Regions from separate parts of the Mus musculus genome. Here region 2 is linked to region 1. Evidence: chromatin contacts called from public capture Hi-C data. All regions are on one chromosome and are shown on one strand. The core of a region is the stretch at or near the end of the contact, and the rest is flanking DNA. Distances in the headings are between cores, read along the strand shown.

The links. Capture Hi-C pulls out chosen DNA fragments and counts their contacts.
Region 2: a contact with region 1 is called in a capture Hi-C map of embryonic stem cells, with 2.8 times the contacts expected there. The contact joins two enhancer-like sites. A contact is called at or near these places in 1 of 39 promoter capture datasets (embryonic stem cells) and 1 of 9 other capture datasets (embryonic stem cells).

The regions. Positions count from the first base shown.
Region 1 is chr10:37,012,731-37,017,960 of GRCm38.p6, reverse strand. No RefSeq gene overlaps it. Among named protein-coding and RNA genes, the nearest start is that of Hdac2, 41 kb to the right of the region's middle. Within about 2 kb of position 2,435, at least 22 of the 459 cell types and tissues checked have an H3K27ac peak or open chromatin away from gene starts, as enhancers often do. A contact at or near this core is called in embryonic stem cells, where this site is marked.
Region 2 is chr10:37,376,114-37,381,343 of GRCm38.p6, reverse strand. No RefSeq gene overlaps it. Among named protein-coding and RNA genes, the nearest start is that of Gm31202, 14 kb to the right of the region's middle. Within about 2 kb of position 3,198, at least 46 of the 459 cell types and tissues checked have an H3K27ac peak or open chromatin away from gene starts, as enhancers often do. A contact at or near this core is called in embryonic stem cells, where this site is marked.

The DNA of each region.
Region 1 (5,230 bases), core at 1,186-3,685:
TGGATCTATCCAACCTTACATTCACAGCTGTTAGCTAATTCTATGGCCTCCCAAAGTCATACTTCGGAAACCTCATCCCCAACACAGTGATTCTGTGCAGTAGGGGCTAAAGGGAGGGTGTGGTCTAGACCATAAGAACTCTACCCTGTACACAATAGCTACAATGTACAAAGAACCTTTTGGAAAACGAAACATTCCAGCAGTCAACTTACTGCTCTCTACTTGAAATACATCTTTCATTGCCTCTGCTGCAATGTTAAAACTTGACCCTTTAAAATGTTTCCCCTTTTCTGGCTGTCACAATGTAAAGCTTCATTGATAGAAGATGCTAGAGGGAAGAATGAAGAGTTTTTCTCTTGGACTTCTCCAGCCAGAGCTCTGGCATCACCCTCTGTCAACTGCCAGGACCCTGCAGTGCACAGAGGTCAGCAGCATGGCTTCTCTTTATGCTCTGAGCAGCTCAGCCAGTCTCTGCTAGTTTCTCCCAGGGGATGTCTTTTCTGAATTGCTTTCCTTGGAACTCCAGTGGACAGCACATTTCAAGCAAGTACCTCGGTAGTAATCTAGTGAGTCCTCGCATTCTACAGAGATGCAGGGTGCCTGTCACTGTCTAGATCTCAGTTCGCAGTCCTGGAGTAGGAGGTGGGCGGTCCCCAGACACTGTCTCAACTGGGGATGCTGACTGCTTCCTAAATACATGGCTCCTGCAGGGCTTAGGTTTTGCTTAAGACCTCTCTCTCTCTCTCTCTCTCTCTCTCTCTCACACTTTTGCTCTCCCCCTCTCCTCCTCCTCCCCTTTCCCTCTCCCTTCTTCTCTCCCTTCACCCCAATCTCTTTCAATCCATAATTACCCCAATCTTCTTACAAACTTCTGTCTCTTGCCTGCACCCTGAGCGCAGGTAAATTTTGCTTTCTGATCTTTGTATTTTCTCAATAGCAACACTCAGTATAGTCCACCAATCACAACTTTTTTTTTAAAAACATTTTTAAAGATTTATTTATTATTTATTATATGTAAGTACACTGTAGCTGTCTACAGACACTCCAGAAGAGGGCGTCAGATCTCATTACGGATGGTTGTGAGCCACCATGTGGTTGCTGGGATTTGAACTCTGGACCTTCAGAAGAGCAGTCGGGTGCTCTTACCTGCTGAGCCATCTCACCAGCCCCACAACTTTTAAAAAGATAAATGTCTATTGAGTAAATGTTTAGATATAAGGAAGAGTATGCCATACTTAACTGCCAATACACAATGGACATAGTGGCACATGCCTGAAATCACAACATTCAGTAGATTGAGGCAGGGGATCACACGTGCAAGGGCAGCATGGTGGGGCTGGGGTAGGGGTGGGGGATAGGAGGAAAAGATTGAAAGACATACTATTGATTTAGGCCATAACAATCTTACAGCATAGGAAAGGCAAAAGCATTTCATCTTTAAATCCAACTGTGACAAACCAGATTGGCTCTCTGGACTAATGAGGACTTAAAGTCCAGAAAGGAATCTGGTTTGTCAGGCTCTGTATAAGGCAGGGAGTGGTGGGAACACATTCCTAGTTATCAGCTAAAGGGCATGCCTTGGACACTTCACCCCCAGTGCAACAATGTTAGGCGGTAGGTGCTAAACTAGGACGAGGGGAAGACAGATGTAAGAACTTTGTCCCCTTAAGTGGTTTTACAGAGTTATTTTAATTATAAATGTCTGTGTGGGTCTTGAATGAGTCTGTGCACATGTGTTTACAGGTGCATGCAGAGTTCAGGAGAGAGCATCAACTCCCAGGGCTGGAGTTACAGGTGGTTATAAGCTACCTGAAATCCAGCCTATTGTATATCATGTTTATTACATTATATTATATTGTATTATATTATATTATCTGTTTGTTTATTTTGAGGTGGAGTCTCTGTACATATCTCTGGCTGATCTGGAACTGGCTTTGTAAAGCAGGCTAGCCTTGCCTTGAACTCAGAGAGATCCACAGGTGTCTGCCTCCCAGGTGCTAGGACTCAAGGCATGTGCCTGCCACCACACCCAGCTCTAGCCTTTTAAATAAGAAAAAGACTTCTGAAATACACGTGAGGTGGGTGCTCCTGACCTTTACCCAGGGTGGGTTGCTTGAGTAGTTGGTATGACATGACTTTCTCACACAGCCTGTAGCATTAAGTGTAAGTTAAAAAAAAAAAAAAAATCGAGCTGGTGCAGGAGGCTGAGGCAGAAGGATTGTGAGTGTGAGGTTGGGCTTCTCATTTTTTTCAAATCGGTGGTTGGTTTTGCTGGCTCCTGGTGGCTTCCTCTCTGGAAGAAAGAGGCCTTTGTCAAGTAGAAGCGCGGTTTGTGTGTTTGCTTATTGTTTTGGGTCAGGGGCTTACTGTGTCCTAGGCTGTCCTGGAACTTGATTTTTCTGTCCACCCTCCTGAGCGCCGAGTAGCACAGGAGGCATCTCACCCAGCTTGGTTTTGATGACATTCACTGCCTCTCCGCACCTGCACTGAGCAGGCAGGCTCAGTGAACAGCTAGTGTTTGAGCTCTGAGTTTTGAGTGCCACATGGCTGAGAAGTGACCCTTGAAATATTGAATTCTGAAGAGAGAAAAAGGTGACGTGTTAGATAATACACAACTGATGCTAGAAACTTATCAATAAACCCAACACATCACAACTTAAAAATATAGACTTAGGTTACAGTCATAGTTTGTTCGCCTTGTTCCTAAACACAAAGCACTGGACACAAGGCAGAACAGCCTTGTTATCTGCTAATAACTTTGTATGTGTGTGTGTGTGTGTGGGGGGGGGGGTTCTTTGTTATTTAAAAAAAAAATATAACATCATATAAGTCATACACCCATTTTCAATATTTAGAATAAAATACTCTTAAATTACTATGAACAAATAGACTATCATCAAGACTGCGCCCTCATTTATTCAGTCCAGACTATGGAGCTCCGGAGCCTAAACCAGGCCTTGTGCTTGGTTGGTGGCAGGCACCCTCCCACCCCTCACTCATAACTCTATTCAAAGATTCAGAAACAGCAGCCGTGGGACAGTGTTCCAGTTCCCTTAAATCTCAATTTCACCATATTACTTGAGTTCCTGGAAGACAGCTCTCCACTCTCCATTATGTATATTAACATGTTCTACATCTGGCCAAAATAAAAATTCCTTCAACTCTAATATGCGGTTCTACTCTACTTCCAACTACAAAATTCTCAAATAGCGATTTGCTATCAGACACAGTGCTTTATGGATATAAACTTGGAAATTAGTGTAAAAATTATCTCATTTACAGAAAAACCTCCATCAGTAACCCAAATTAAACTATACATTCAAAAGAATCTTGGGTTGGGGATTCAGTTGCGTGGTTGGGCACTTTCCTTGCAAGGTCTGGGTTATATCCTCAGATCTAGAAAAGAAAGAAGCTCCTTAGCACTGTGCTTCTGTGTGTTTAAACAACTGACTACTGGAAAACATACACTCTTCAACCCTTGTTCTATAGGGAGACACTGCCATCTTGCGGCAGCATAGTAGACAAGCAACAGAGCAGCTTAGAAGGCTGTGAATTTCCCACTCTAACATTTACATTACTATGACCATAAACAGTAATCATTTTCCTTGACCCACTTGACCATCTTTTCCTTAAGATTATAATTAGTCAAATACGAGGAAATTAGTATTTCTATAAGCTTGCCAAAATTTATTCATTTCCTCCAGGAAACGAAGCCTTGGAAGACTGCTTCTGTATGTACCATTATCTGTTGATATGAAATCAGAAAGCATCAAATTCAACAAAAGCTTGAAATCATCCCATCTGATATTGATAAAAACACCTGAAGTGGACGACATTTTTCTCACACCATTCCACAACCCTTTGCCTTCTTACCTTGTTAGCTGCATTACATAGCCATTTACTTGAATATCACAATGAACCCAACAGGAAACATCTCGTTCTCATTTTAAATAACAATCAGAATGACATTTTCTGTACGGATACCATGCAGTTTTTATTACAATTGCTCTGTAGTACAACTTGAGGTTAGGCATGGTGATTCCACCAGAGGTTCTTTTTTTTTTTAAGATTTATTTATTTTTATATGTAGGTACACTGTAGCTGTCTTCAGACACACCAGAAGAGGGAGTCAGATTTCATTACGGATGGTTGTGAGCTAACATGTGATTGCTGGGATTTGAACTCAGGACCTTTGGAAGAGCAGTCGGGTACTCTTACCTGCTGAGCCATCTCACCAGCCCCTACCAGAGGTTCTTTTATTGTTGAGAAGAGTTTTTGCTATCCAAGGTTTTCTGTTAATCCAGATGAATTTGCAAATTGCCCTTTCTAACTCTGTGAAGAATAGAGTTGCAATTTTGATGGAGATTGCATTGAATCTGTAGATTGCTTTCAGCAAGACAGCCTTTTTAAAAATATTAATCCTACCAATCCATGAGCATGGGAGATCTTTCCATCTTCTGAGATCTTCTTTGATTTCTTTCTTCAAAGACTTGAAGTTCTTATCATACAGATCTTTCACTTCCTTAGTTAGAGTCACACCAAGGTATTTTATATTATTTGTGACTATTGAGAAGGGTGTTGTTTCCCTAATTTCTTTCTCGGCCTGTTTATGCTTTGTGTAGAGAAAGGCCATTGACTTGTTTGAGTTAATTTTATATCCAGCTACTGCACTGAAGCTGTTTATCAGATTTAGGAGTTACCTGGTGGAATTTTTAGGGATATATATATATATATATATATATATATATATATATATATATTAGGGTCACTTATATCATATCATCTGCATATAGTGATATTTTGACTTCTTCCTTTCCAATTTGTATCTAATTGCTCTGGCTAGGATTTCAAGAACTATCTTGAGTAGATAGGGAGAAAGTGGGCAGCCTGTCTAGTCCCTGACTTTATTGGGATTGCTTCAAGTTTCTCTCCATTTAATTTGATGTTGGCTACTGGTTTGCTGTATATTGCTTTTATTTTGTTTAGGTATTGATCTTGAATTCCTGATCGTTCCAAGACATGAATAGATGTTGAATTTTGTCAAATACTTTCTCAGCATCTAACAAGATGATCATGTGTTTTTTGACTTTGAGTTTGTTTATATAGTGGATTATGTTGATGGATTTCTCTTTATTAAACCATCCCTGCATCCTGGGATGAAGCATACTTGATCATGATGGATGATGTTTTTGATGAGTTCTTGGATTTGGTTTGCAAGAATTTTAATGAG
Region 2 (5,230 bases), core at 1,949-4,448, 360 kb before region 1:
AGAGCTTACAGTAGGTGTCCTATTATCTATTGTTTTGGTTAAGTACTGGGAACTTCGTTTCCTTTCTTTTGTTGTGTAGCCAACCATCGGTTGACAAGTTCAACAACAGATGAGGAAGACACACTTTTCTTGGTAGACATCCACCTCATCTTCTTGTCTTCATTGACTCTCAAACCATTTGGACTGATACATTCATAATACAGGAGACTTGTGCACACTGTTCTCCTTGCAAAATATAAGCCCAGATCCTTTCTGTTTCTTACTAAGATCTGCTATTCAAATAATGCTTATATTCACCGGTGATCAGTTGCAAATATGTACAGTTCCTCTAATGCATATCTATGATCCGTTTTATTCTGGATGAAGCCAGATCACCCAAGGAGACCTCTTAGAACTGTCCTGTTGCAGGGTTTCTCTTCCTGGGTTGCACTTTTAGCTTGCTTTGACTATGAAAAATCGACAATTCTCTCAAGTCAGTTCAAGTCTGGAAGAACAGAGTGACAGTTGGACGGGGCTCCAGAGAACGGTTGCTCCACTGTCAGCTCCTGTGGTCCATACTCCTCTACTCCAACCGAGCAGCAGGATCATTTCCCCACCTCCCTAACCTCCCCAACCCCACTCCTCATCCTCCTACCTCTGCTTGCTGCTGTTGTTTCAGTGATTGGTTTGGGGTTTAATTTTTTGAGACAGAATCGTACCATATAGCCCAGGCTAGAGTCAAAATTCATGATTTTCTGCTTTGACTTCCCAGGGACTCAAGAGTACAAGCAGGCACTGCATCTAACTGAGAAATCATTCCATGCTTCACTCTATGTGTTCTTTTGTTCCTACTTCTTGTCTGGGTTCCTTTTGGCCATCACAAGGTAACTTTTCTCTCTCTCTCCTTCAGGTTCTGCTCACATTTCCAAATAATTGCCTCCTTCTGTGTCCCTCTTGTATTTAAACATCCTAAAAAGCACATCTGATTGTGTCCCCTAGACTTCAGGCATCCTTTCCCAGGCAAGTCTGTAAACAGTGGTTACTCTTGAGACAAGTGTCTCTCCTTTCCCCAAGCCAATTAGCTTTGGCCTTTAGTGTTGGCAACTGTGTGCAGGCGTATGTGGTGGATGTGAGAGGGCACAGAGCACAGCTGTTTGTGGGCAAGCCAAGTTTGGCTGCTCCCTTTCCTTAGAGAAGATCCCTGGTCAGGGATGAGGACTTGTCATCAGTTGTCTTAGTTTGTCATGGGAAAAATAATATACAAGGTATTTATTGAAGACTTGATGTTATATTTGTTTTAAGAATGTGTTAGCTGTGTCTCCATGTACCCTTACATAGATCTGGGGAGCATATGGGGAGGAGGGAGTGCTCAGGGCTTGTCTTGTTCCTTAAAACAAGTCAGAATAGCTTTGCTTATCATAGACTTCAAGTTAGTTTTGCTCTTGTGCACACCAAAACTTTGGGGGACAATACACTTGCAGTATGTTTGTCATCTAGCATCATGATGGGGTTGTATGGAGTGTGGCTAGAATGTGACTGGTCTCTACATTGATCATGGTTTCTGTTCCTATTTTGACTGGATTTTATTTAACCAGATCTCTTTTCTTTGTTTTGTTTGTTTGTTTGTTTGATTGTTTGATCTCTCATCCATGTATCTTTTTAAACATCAAGTCTTAATTTCAGAAGCAAACAGACACTAAAAAATGATTAAAGGGATGATTCTTTATTTACACAATTATCCATATATACTAGGCTACATTTCCATGACAACCAGTCATAGCATGTACTGATCAAATATGACCAAGTCCTAGTCTATAAAAACACTTTTAAAAATTTTGATGAATAGATTAATTATTCAGTGTTGTTGCCAAAATATCAGATGTCACATATTACTCAGCAAACATCAAGCAAACAGGCATTCAAAAATAAGATCATTTTGAAGAAACTGTCTCTTTATAATATAATGTTGGTAACAATATTGTCAGACCTCATATTGGGATTCCTGGTAGCTACAATAACTCTGTGCTTTCCACCCCATCAGAGTTTTGAATAACATAAAAGCGGGAGTAAGGTTCATAAGGCTTATGAGGGAAAAAAATGAATTACATTTTATAACCACTGAAAGAAAGACAGACCAGCACTTCTTTCTCTCTCTCTTCATTGTAGCCTTGCTATTCATAATTGTAACCTGACTTTGAATGAAGTTGTATTTTCATGTTTAGTGTCTTTTGAAACATGCAATTCCATAAGCATTCCATTGTGATAAAAAGCCCTTGTGTCTATCGAAACAGAGAAAACACTGTATCGCAGCTACTGGTGGCTGGTCTCTGGCAACTATTTAAAGGAGACAAAAAGAGAGAGAGAGAGAGAGGAATTCAATATAATTCAATCAAAGACTGAGGAATACACATGCAAGAAAACAAGGCTGGATAGAAAGTTGGTAAAGTTGGCATTGTTACTGAATGTAATGCTTTGCAGTACTTGAGAAAGGGCTAGAAAGAGTGTGTTGTGCTGGCAAGATACAACAGCTATTTCATATGTATAACCACTGAAGTTCACATGAAGATTTAGCGCACTAGGGAATCTGATGTGAGGATGTCACCATGTTTCTGGGAGGATATATAGGCAGCCAGGAATTCTTTTCATTGGTCAAGGAAGCCAAGGAATGGAATGTCACCAGTGTCCTCTGTGTCCTGTGACCTGCTCTTGTCTGTGTCCTGTACCATTTCAACATGTCATCAGGGACGACAGTGTTCAAAGGATGCATGTGAGAGAGAGCACAGCCATTCCCACTGTGCTTGCTCTTAGTCAGCCAGCTTTAAAAGCTTTCTTGTACTCAAAGATAAAAGCCCTTGACCTTTTAACTCAAAACTGAAATGTCTGATGCTTAGAGCCGATAGTCTAGTGTGTCCTCTGGATAGACTCCGTTGTGGGTCCCAATGGGAGCAGTGATTTGAAACATCCTCTTGGTTTCAGATTCTTATTCTCCACGTTTTAAAGGGGAAACATCATTGAGGGTGAAATTTGGACTCATAAAACTCTGCATTAATTACATACTGACTCTGCACTATTAAGACAAAGTCCTTTGAGGTCTGGCCATCAGATATCTTTCAGAGGAGAGGGTCTGGGCTGTTATTCTTACTAGCCCCTGAAAGAGCCCCATCCTCTCTCCTGCAGCCCCTTTTGTCCCTAGCCCTTCTTTTTTTCAATGGTTGCCATGGAATCAACCATTAACATATGAAAAGCCATACACAACACTCTTCCCTTTACCCTTTCTTCCCCCAGGACCAAATGCCTGTTGCTAAAGCCTTGGACCTTAATATTCATGTAAAGGAGGGTGGGGTGTGAGAACAGAAATAAAATTCTAAGTGAAAACACAAAGACATGTTCAATTTACATCCTCTGGAGGCAAAATGGTCCATTCTATTTTAAAGAGATAGAAGTTTCTTAGTTTCTGTCTTGTTATTGAGGAGGCCCCATACTATGATAGCCATAGTCCCCCACTATTACTAAACTTCACCAAAACATATTTGAATTCCTTCACAAGTCAGAGGACAGACATGCATACTTGTTAACATACTATGTCAATAGCTTTTGCTTAACTAGGGGAGCTAATATCAATAATCAATTCTTACATTTAAAAATAATTTTTAATTTATTTAAAAATTTGGCTTTGATTGTGTCAACTCAAAAAACAATTTTCCTTCTTAAGAAGAATAAAAGCTAGTTCATTCTGGATCCATTCTGAATGACCAGAAACACAGATTAAGATACCTCAAAGTCCATGTTTGAACTAGAAGCAGTTACATGAAGTTTTATAGTTTTACAGAAAGTTGAAAGTCATAAATCAGGACAGGCTTAAAATACATTGGTGGGCATATCTGAGAGGTGGTTACAGCAAGGTTGAGGAAACTTATTTTATAGACCAAAGATGTTATCTGTTAACACTGTTATCTTTGGGCTTGGTAGAAGGTCTGTTAAATTAATAGTTTCCAAAGGCTTTTATCTATTAGTCACAGGATGCTGGTTCTGACACAGAGGCACACAAGGAATAGCTGTTGAGGTGTGCAGGTAAAGTTAACCGAAGATAAGGTAATTAGCCTCTGGACCTGTAACATTCAAATCTCTCCATAGCACTGAAATTCTAATCAGTCAATCAGTCTCAGCAGACACAACTTTCTAGAAGGTCTCCTTCACAGTCCAGAAGAGACTCAGAATTCTATATTGAAAAAAAAAATTTTATTAGTTATGCAGACTACAGTTCCTAAAATTGTATAGTCTAGAATTGTGGTAGCTTATTTTAATAAGATACACATTTCTGTCTTTCTGTATGTCGTCAAATTAATACTATATTGTTTTCCATCCTTTTTACTGTACACCTTTGTAACTGACTCTACAAGACTGAACTCACTGAAAAGTTGAGGGTAGGAGTGCTGAGGAGAAGAAGCTGTGCTTAAAATTCTTGCCTGCAAGCATGAAGACCTGAGTTTGATCTCAAGTACCCATGTAGAAGCTTGTTTGGAAATATGCTCTTTGTGGTGCTTTGTATATGCTTGACTAAGGGAGTGGCATTGTTAGGAGGTGTGGCAAAGTTGGTGTGGGTGTGGCAATGTTGGTGTAGGTATGGCTTTGTTTGAGGATGGCTGTCATTGTGGGGGTGGGCTTTGAGGTCCTCTGCTCAAGCTCTGACCAGTGTGGAAAAGAGAGCCTGCTCCTGCTCCTTCCTACCTTCAGAAGGCAGTCTCCACCTTTGGATAAATGTGTAAAACTTTCAACTCCTCCAGCACCATGTCTGCTCTCAGGTTACCATACTTCCTGCCATGATGATAGTGAACTGAACCTCTGAAACTGTAAGCCAGCTCCAATTAAATGTGTGTTTTGTTTTGTTTTGTTTTGTTTTGTTTTGTTTTATATAAGACTTGCCTTGGTCATGGCATTACTTCACAGCAATGGAAATACTAAGACACTCCTATTAGATTGTTGAGAATTGAGGAAGTGAGACAGAAGGTTCTGTAGGATTGACCTAGCCCCAAGTTCAGTAAGGGATCATGTGTAAAAAGATAAATGTGGACAGAGGGTTAGGAAGACGACTAATGACAATGACCTCTGCTCTCTGAATGGATACACATGTATGCCACAGACAGACACACAATCACACACAGAAAGTGGGACAAGACTTATTATAATAACAAATATCTCATAAAGCAACATTATACTTCATATACTACAGTCATATAGACTATTCTAAAAT